2 separate regions of the Mus musculus genome follow, and region 1 is linked to region 2. A link is a contact called in public Hi-C data. All regions are on one chromosome and are shown on one strand. The core of a region is the stretch at or near the end of the contact, and the rest is flanking DNA. Distances in the headings are between cores, read along the strand shown.

Region 1 (4,890 bases), core at 1,126-3,625, 62 kb after region 2:
ATAATCAAATATATAATGAGCCATTTTATGGATAACGTTTTTATAGCTACTTTCAGGTATCTCTATTGACTTAATGTGACCAAAATGCATTTCAGTGGGTGTCACCATCCACCCAGACATGGCTCTTTATCAGGAAAAGAGTGACAAAAATAGTGGTGTTTTTAACCCCATCCATGTTCTAATGCCTAACACTTGAGAGTATATTGCCTTACATAGTAAAAAAAAATGACTTTGAAGATATGAATAAATAAGGCTTAAACAATAGATTTGTGTGTGCTTGCCTGTGTGCATGTGGAGGTCAGAGTTCAATTATCAGGTGTCTTTCCCAATCTCTCTCTCTCTCTCTCTCTCTCTCTCTCTCTCTCTCTCTCTCTCTCTGAGAGAGAATGTCTCCCTGAACCTGAAGCTACAAGGGCTATTCCTGTCTCTACTTCCCCAGGTTCACTCTTCTGTGCCTGGCTTTTTATGTTGCTGCTGGGGATCTAAATTCAGGTCCTTGTGTTTGTGTGGCAAGCATTTTATCAATGGAACCATCTCCTTGGTCCCCAAATCAAGCCTTTTAAAATGTGTGGATTATTTTTAAATATTTTTATTAGGTATTTTCCTCAATTACATTTTCAATGCTATCCCAAAAGTCCCCCATACCCCCCCCCCACTCCCCTACCCACCCACTCCCACTTTTTGGCCCTGGTGTTCCCCTGTACTGGGGCATATAAAGTTTGCACGACCAATGGGCCTCTCTTTCCACTGATGGCCCACTAGGCCATCTTTTGATACATATGCAGCTAGAGACAAGAGCTCCGGGGTACTGGTTAGTTCATAATGTTGTTCCACCTATGGGGTTGCAGATCCCTTTAGCTCCTTGGGTATTTTCTCTAGCTCCTTCATTGGGAGCCGTGTGACCCATCCAATAGCTGACTGTGAGCATCCACTTCTGTGTTTGCTAGGCCCTGGCATAGTCTCACAAGAGACAGCTATATCAGGGTCCTTTCAGCAAAATCTTGCTAGTGTATTATTATTGTGATTTTTATAAAAAGAAAATGGAGATAGGTTAGCCAGAGTCAGAGAAAGAGATGTATTTTGACCATGGAAACAGAGGATTTAGTGGTACAGCAACAAACCAAGGAATGTGGGCAGTGTCTCACAGCTGGAAAAGTTCAAGCAAGGGCTTATGTTCTAGAATCTCCATGACAAAAAGTAGCTCTCCCTACACTTGGGTTTCGCCTAATGAGACTTCTGATATCCAGAAATGTATTAGAATGGAGCTTTTTAAGTCACCCAGATTGGGGCGATTTCCACAGCAGCAGTACAAAACCCCCAAAGCTGCTCAGTTCCTCTCCTTTCCTAATCTCAGAAATGCTCATCAGCACCCAGCTTCATGGCTCCAAGGTGCAGCCTTTCAACATCTTCGATACCTTCTCCTTACATAGTCTTCACAGTTTTTCATTATGCTTATGTAGGTGTGCATGCATGTGCACACACATGCCATGGTGCCCACGTGGAGGTCAGAGGGCAACTTGCAGGGCTCAGTTTTCTTCTTCCTCCATCTTTACTCACTAAGCTTTACAACCTCTCAATCTCTGCCCTCTCCCCCCTCCCGCCCTCCCCCCCCCACCTCTCCTGTAATTGGTGACAATCCTACTTCAGTCCCAGAATTGTTAAGCACTTGTTTAATCTAGGCCACAGTGCTCAGGCATGAAACACCATACCTGTCCATAGTATGTACCTCGAAACCTAAAACTATATTAAGCTGAGTGTGTGTTTTAACAACACAGGTACACAGGATAGTGACACTATCCCTTGTTTCGGGAATGTCACTTTAAAAACCCAATTCAATTATTACCAGCTTTCAAATATACCGTTGTCCCTTCCACAAAGCAGGGTGCCACTAAAGTCCCCAATCTACACTTCCAAGTCCATCCAGAGAAATAAAGAAGGTTGGTATTACTATTCTAGGAGTCAGAACTTCGGAAACAAAGGGCTCAGAGACCTAAGGCTAGATGCCAGGTTTCCAGATTCCCAGGCCAAGGTTCTTTTCCTACATGACCCTGCCCTAGTGTGTAGCAGGGTGCAGCCTTTGGCACTCGGGACAACCACACATCCTGATCAAAGTGGGAGTGAGAAGAGGCCAGTCTTTGGAGCCCTGCCACAAAGCTCCAGGGGAAGTCGCCTTGGGTCTTCCAAAGGACTCCCAGGTAGCTGTGACAGGTGGTGGCGCGGAGGGAGGCCAGGTGTCACTCGGTGGGAGTCTCAGAGCCGCCGGCCCCGCCCAATCCCTTCCACTGCCTGCGCCCAGACGCCCCCGCGCGCTCGGGTTACCTGCGGCCGTGGGCGGGGCGGCCCTTCCCGTCTGCGCCGGCTCTGGCCTCCAGCGCGCGGCGGCCGGGAAGTGGGAGCAAGAACAGAGGAGGCGGAGACTGCCGCGGCTCCAGCCGGGCCACGCTCCGAGGCGAGGGGCTGCATGGCGCGGCCAGCGCTGCTGGGCGAGCTGTTGGTGCTGCTACTGTGGACCGCCACCGTGGGCCAAGTTGCCGCGGCCACAGGTGAGTGTGGTCCCCGGCTGGTGACAGCCACCAGGGGGTTGGGGGTGGTGGTGGTGTGTGAGAAGGACGAGGCTTGGCAGGGACTTGGGCCGGCGGGGCGCCAGGAGTTCGATCGCCTTGGTCAGGGTGCGCGCACTGAGGTGGTCGGCCCTTCGATGTCCCGTGCTAAGTCGCCAGCCTTTGCCTTTCATGCTGAGTCTCCGTGATCCTGTTGGATTTGAGGGACCTGGGTGCGGGGGGGATTTCCCAGGCTCTGTGGCAGGGAGAGGGGGAGCCAGACCCGGCGACTGGCCATCTCACTTCCCTTGAGCACTAGGGAAGAGCCAAGAAGGCTGGCGTCTAGAGGAAGGGGACTGAAGGGAACAGATTTTTGCTCAAATGACTCTTACAAAGTGGCTTTGCCTTTGAAGGGATGAGGAACCTTGGGATGGCGACTAAGTCCTGGTGAGCTGGAACTTCCTGAGGGCTCCTTGCCCTGAGCCTCTTAGATGCTCAGTTTGGAAGTGTGGCTTTTAGCAGTGGAAGTTAAAGGGAGTCTAAAGATGGATCTTAGTCCTAGTAGCAAAAGGACACAAGAGGTCAAGGCTTCCTCTGGCATTAAGAAATCTGCTGAGAACGCCTGTCCAGCATCCGGACAGACCTCTTCCAACTTTAATAAACAGTATTTCGTGGAAGATAATCTTAAATTTACAGAAAAGTTGTACATTGTTTAGGAAGTTGCACCATTGCCTTAATGTTTGTGAACAATTTTTAACTAATGAACTTGGCAGTTGCTGTGAAAATCGAAGGTGAATGATTTCCTCATGGACTAGGCTTGGCAAGCGTGGCAATCGGGGCCTTTTAAAATAGGTTTTATTCTCTCTCTCTCTCTCTCTCTCTCTCTCTCTCCAACACACACACACACACACACACACACACACACACAGAGTTGCTAACGAATGTTTACCAAGTGTGCTGTGTTTTGAAACGAAAGCTGAAATGTTAATTAGGAAATCCCCATGCTCTGTCAACAAAATATATGTAGTATCTATGACAGGCGGTGTTTCTAGGGGCTGAGGATGTAATAGTGAGAAAAATGGACCAAGTCCTGGAGTCACGAAGCTAGTTACATGTACTCTTGGCAAAGGGTGTGTGTTTCTGTGTTAAGGTAAGATATGTCACATACCACTAAAGTGCTATGGAGAGAAACAAGATGAGAGTAGGGAGTTACAGCTGTAAATGGCACGGAGTGGAGTGGAAAGACTTTACTGAAAAATTAGTGTTGAGTGACATCTGAGGGATGCTTAAGTTCAGCAGTTAATAATTGCCCTTTTTTTCCTGGGTTCCTGGAGAGGGTACCTAAGGGCTTCATGCAAGCTAGCTAAGTGCTCTAGGGCTGAGTCACACTGATAATTATTCAAGTGTTTGCCTTGTTTGTTTTGCTCTGAGCCAGGCTATGAAGGTTGACTTAGGACTTTATAGAGTATACAGAATAATCTTTGCCTATGAAGTGTGTCCAGTTCAGTTGACGATTCCAGGTTTTCATAGGTATAGGAAAACTGCAGTCCACAGACTTACCTAAGGTCACTGATCTTATTAATGTCCTGATTTTCACAGTGTCATTCCAACACACTCCCTCCTGCAGGGTCCTTCCCACACACACACCTGAAACAACAACGAACCCTCCAAATAAGATTGTCAAACCCAATTTATTTTTCCCGCTATGGTTTGTCGCTACCTTAGACTACAAAAATTATTTTCCCTATTAGACATATTGCATTTGTGCTATGGTGTAAAAACCATTTGCTATCTTTAATTACTCAGAGATTTAAGGTTTTATGGCTCTGACATTGGATGTGAGACTCAGAGTTAGTCATTATCCCCTCCCTATGTGATAATCTTTTCGTGGGTGAAATGAAGAGATTGTGCTCTATGGGTTTTAAGCAAAGGTTTTAATTGTAGTTTCTGTGTTTGGGTGTTGAGAGCTCCGTCTGAACATTTTAAGTGTTTCTCTAGTTTTGATCCTGCTGAGTATTTAAAAAGTATTAGGTTACTAAGTTGGCTCACTAGCTAAACTGTGGCATTAATAACAGCTAGAATGTCCATGTCTACTGTCTCTCCAGCAGTTTTCTAAGTGTTTTATGTCTTTTGAATTTAAAGTTGTATTTTCACAAGTCTTTGTGTCATGAAGCTAATATATACTGTGGGCAGAAGGTGTGTGCTTTTTTTGTGTTAAGTAAAATTTAGTTTGTCCAAATACACAGTCCAATAAAGTACTACAGAGAAAAAGAGGGTATGATAAGGGGGCTACAGTTTAGTTAGTAGTTTAGTCTATTTAGCTCAATAGCCCATGTTAGGGCATGGTTTA
Region 2 (4,730 bases), core at 1,692-4,191:
GACTAGACTGCTCATTTTGGCTTTGGCTTCTGTGGGAGGTTATAAGAATAAGTTAAATAGTACACGGCTGGGCTTGCTGCCCAGTATTTATTTCCCAAGTCTATCTCCCTGGATGACTGCCACAAATTCAGTTCTTCTTAGGGCTCAAGAGAAGCTCTGCATAATTCTTTCAGATTTATGATTGCTTCTTTCCCTTCCTCATCCTTAACTTCACCAACCACTGTCATTGGACTAGGTATCTAGAGCTATTTTTATGCAGTGATACCTGAGTGTTAAAGGGAATCAGGCCCTTGAAGGACATCAACACTTCTGTATTTCTAATTCAAGATTCCTAATTCAGGGATCAGGCTGAAAGCTTCCCCATCCCTAAATAATATTGCTGAATTTTATAAATATTCAAATAGCAAAACAATTGAGCAAGGTTTAAAAGTTAATTGGTAGTGGCGATTGCAATCAAGACATCTGCTATCTATCACAATGAGGGCAAAATGAAAGCAACTTAAAGGAGTCATATTGCTCCTTTTTTTCCTATGTTTTTCTTATTTTATTATCTCTGGAATGTCTGTATTTTTCATTTCACATGTAAAATAATGGCCACTGTGGAGATTCTTCCCAAATATGACTAGAATGATTAAACTATGCATTCATGTCATTTAGGTTTGGGAGAAGGGGTAAGATTTCATATAGTCCAAGCAAACCTCAGACTTGCTATATAGCCAAGAGTGACCTTGAACTTCTGCTATTCCTGCCTCTACCCCCCGCCCCGCCGGGACTATGGGCATGCGGTGTTGGAGATCAAGCCCAGAACTTTGTGAATGCTAATCAAGCAAGCATACCTGAGCAACATTTTCAGCATTTTACTTATATTTTAAACTGACAGTGAAATGCTTCTGAATAATCAAGTTTACAGATTGTTATACTCAGCTAGGGGTTGTGGGGTCTATAATCCCAGCACATCAAGGCTAAGGCAGGAGGACTGCACAAATCCAAGAGAGCCTGGGCTACATGATGAATTCCAAGTTAGGGTGGACTACAAAGTATGAACCAGAAATAGTCCCAGACTCATTAAGAATTATTAGGAATTAACTCTCTAGATTTTGACAATACATAATTATATTAGAGATTCTTCCTGAGAATCTTGTTTTGCTCACAAGTACAAAGACTTGATATTAAACAAAAATTAAGAATGATTTATCAAAAAGAAAGCAAATCTATATATTGTTTTCATTCTCTCCTTAGTCGGGGCAAGGGGGTCTGGGGATTGATAAAATGGCTACAGGCACAATAAGCATGTGCTTTTGGACCAAGCTGTCCAGGCAGTCCCTACAAGTAGTTCTAATGGAGAAAGAATTGATCAAAATAAGACCCAATTCATCTTTATAAATTAGAACACTGATATGTTTGTCAAGTTGCCCTAAAAATACAAATCAAAGTTGCACACAGGCCATTCCATATCCATTGACACACATGAGGTTCTTAAACACCATTCTTTGGTTTTAAATGCTTTCCGGAGAAACTGGCTTCCTGTTACACCAGCTTTCTAATTAGTGGGCACTTGAAATATGAGTTCCAGGCCTATTGAAAATAAAGCCTTTCCATTTTGAAAACAGGTAATTCTGTTAGAAATTCTTCCCAAGAATCGTGTTTTATTCACGGGTATAAAGACCTTCAGAGCAAGATTGATTTCTCCCCACTAGCCTGGCCTTAAGTTTAGAAAAAGTGTATCTTGCTCTAGTTATTTCAGCATTAGGCAGATACCTTAATCGGCAATCTGACCTGTCTTAACAAGTGGATGTAGCCCAAGCTTGTCATTGATGTAGTTCATGATATTCCTAAGGTTCTTTCAAGTTTATCTCTCATCAACCTCAAAGAGCTAAGGGGCAAAATGATGTTTTGCATTTTAAACAAAGAAATGTTAAATTTGAGAGCTGTTTATATTTTTATTTATGGCTGCTGTCTATTTTTGAACCTGTAGAAATCAACGATCTTAAACTAGAAAACCTTATTCTAAAAGGGCAGCAGGAGTAGAAATCCTCGGGGGTTTTTCCACCTTAGTTTTAATGATTGAAAGAAAAAAGGAATCCAAAACAGCTTTTTTAAATTATCTGCTTAAACTATGAGAATAGTATCAAGATACTTAACTAAGCTAAATCAGTTAAGCATACTATAAAAATATTCTTAATGAAAATGGAATAAGATGCTGCCTAGCTGACACATTGTAAGCAAATGTTCTATCGTGTAGACTTTTTAAAATAAAAACAAAGTTTCTTCTATCTGGTGGTTTCCTGGCGCCCAGGGATAGCCACTATCTAATGTGAGAACTCTGCAACCCAGCAGTATTTAAAAAATCCAAAAAAGACTTGACTCTTCAAGCAAAATATGCTTTAAATTACATTTAGCAATGATCATCAAGACACACTAGAACTTATTGTTTTCAATTAATTGTCCATTAGTACCGAAGACAAAAAAAAAAAAAGAGTATTTACATTGTAAATCCCTGACTGGTATGTAGCACCAAAAATTTGTTTTCTGACATCTCAAAGAACTGTACTTTCAGCTCATTTCACCCAACCCTTCTCTCCCTCGCTCTGGGATGGAACTCAGGGTGATGTACATAGTACACAAGTCCTCCATTATTTTGAGTTATACCCTCAGCTGGCCCCGCAGCCATTTCTCTTGAAATGCACTATAAAAATATTCTTAATCATGATGTAATAGAATGCTAATTAGCTGACATATTGGAACCAAATGTTCTATCATTTAGACTTTCTTTTAATAAAAATAAAGTTTGTTCTGCCAGGTAGTTTCCTGGTCCCTAGGGGTGTCACCTTAAGTGAAGGACCACTGTTGTAATCTTGAACCCCTTGTTTTGGGCACTGAAGTGCCAGGAAAAGGGAAAAGAGGAAGCCAGGAATGGTGACTCATGCCTGTATTCAGGAGTGGGAGGGTTAGAATTCTGAGGCCAGCCTGTACCACATAGTGAGTCCCAGCTATGGTGTGATATCTGATCCCATTCCTGCCCCTCCCCATAGAAAAAAGAAGAAAGAAAAGAAAATGAAAGTGGAAGGGCATCTGCAATTGACCCCACCCCACCTTCCAACAGGTCCCTGATCTTTGTACCAGAGATAGCTTATAGATAGATTCTCAGGCTCTTCCCTTTGCCCAAGTCAGTGGAAGCAGTGATAATGGGGAATTTGTTATGTTACTCTTTCTTGTCCTCAAATATAAGATACAACACAAGTCAGAATTTCTTTTCATTTTGTCTGAGAGCCTTGCCATGTTCTGGATCTCACTCTCTAGAGACTTTGGCATTCTTCTCTTTTCCTGAGAGAGGGCACAACACTTTTCCCCTGGGAAAACAAGAGTCAAGTTTTCTGCATTTTTGTACCACCACATAACATCCTCGTTCAGCAAAACTTTGGAGCTTCAGATTCTCCCATAAGCCCAAAATATGTGATTTCCCTTCTCTATAGCGTCTCTTTTTCTCATTCCTTATAGGGTAATGCTGTTTTCATTCCCAAGTCTTCGTATCCAGTGTCATATAGCTAAAATTTCACAAAGTACTTCATTCCCTTGTTTGTTCCTAGTTCCAGCTTCCCCTTTAATGCTCACCCCCCAAGATCTTACCTCTTACTCTTCTTCTGACTGCCAGTCATTTTTCTAATTAAGTATTGGCACTGCAATCCCATCCTCCAAAATCCTACTCACTCTTTTCACAGGGTCACTTGGACTCAAACTGTTTGTACCTTCCTGGACTGCTGCCATTTTTATTTCTCTAGAATGGCATGTGGGAATGTAGAAGCAATAACTATGAAGCATTAAGATCAAGATTCCGTGTCAAAGCTAGGTGGAGTATACCTCACCCACATTCTCAGCACTTGGGAGGCAGAGACAGGAGGATGGTTATAAGTTTGATGCCAGCCATATATGAAATGTGCCTGTTTGTTCCCCTCTAAATCACAAGATCCTAGAAAACACAGACTGTTGGGACACCATGTGACTTTCTCCACCTAGATTCTCACTCCACAATAACAATTTTGGTCACAGTTGTAAAAGTTCTTTTCAGCTACAGTTTACTGGTAACTTCCCAGGACTCCAGCTGGCAGCAGTTCTTTTATTTTATCTTGAGAAAGTTACTTTAAAATATTGACAGGCTTACTTAGCAATAATAATTCATTTAGTCCTTCTTTTACACTAAGCTCTATTCCAAGCAAGTGTTCATGCAATTCTCACAAACTTCTATTATTATTCTTGCTATAATGGTAGTGGTGGTAGTAATGATGATGAAAAACTATAAATACTAGAGAAACAAACATCCAAATTCATACAGTGACACAGGCTCATCTAACTTTTAAATCTATGACACACTCAGTTTCTCCAAGGGTGTTTTATCTCTGCCATCTGTTTCACTTCCTGTCTGTCATAAATCCTGGGCTAGGCTCTTCCAATAACTAACTGACTTCCCTTTCCAAGTCTCAGCGAAATTTAAACACTAGAGATGATTACCAAAGGTCTTTCGGTGGTTAAACAAAAATTGTCCACCCTCTTGTCTAGATGATATGGACAGAGCAAATATAGAAAAGATGTGCATTTTAATATAATTTTTATACTAGGAAATCATCTACACCAGCCACTGCAGATCGTGCACCAAAACCATAACTTACTTATTATAATGAATTTGGGCTCACTTTGTACAGGAGGAAGAACCATAGAATATAGTAGATCTGAGG

Evidence for each region. Hi-C and Micro-C count contacts between places; a contact is called where the count stands out from the background.
Region 1: a Hi-C map of bone marrow-derived macrophages shows a contact between it and region 2, with 2.0 times the contacts expected there. The contact joins the promoter of Il13ra1 here to the enhancer-like site in region 2. A contact is called at or near these places in 7 of 484 Hi-C or Micro-C datasets (the AML12 cell line, the C2C12 cell line, bone marrow-derived macrophages and 2 more), 3 of 115 datasets of contacts at active chromatin or transcription factors (bone marrow-derived macrophages, embryonic fibroblasts and intestinal villus epithelium) and 2 of 9 other capture datasets (liver and pancreatic islet).

The regions. Positions count from the first base shown.
Region 1 is chrX:36,109,733-36,114,622 of GRCm38.p6, forward strand. Il13ra1 (interleukin 13 receptor, alpha 1) reads left to right here and starts at 2,376. Exons shown (of 11, transcript NM_133990.5): 1 at 2,376-2,543. The coding sequence starts at 2,462.
Region 2 is chrX:36,047,565-36,052,294 of GRCm38.p6, forward strand. The region is part of intron 44 of Dock11 (dedicator of cytokinesis 11); the gene reads left to right. Among named protein-coding and RNA genes, the nearest start is that of Gm32904, 23 kb to the left of the region's middle. Within about 2 kb of position 2,942, at least 12 of the 459 cell types and tissues checked have an H3K27ac peak or open chromatin away from gene starts, as enhancers often do. A contact at or near this core is called in the C2C12 cell line, bone marrow-derived macrophages and intestinal villus epithelium, where this site is marked.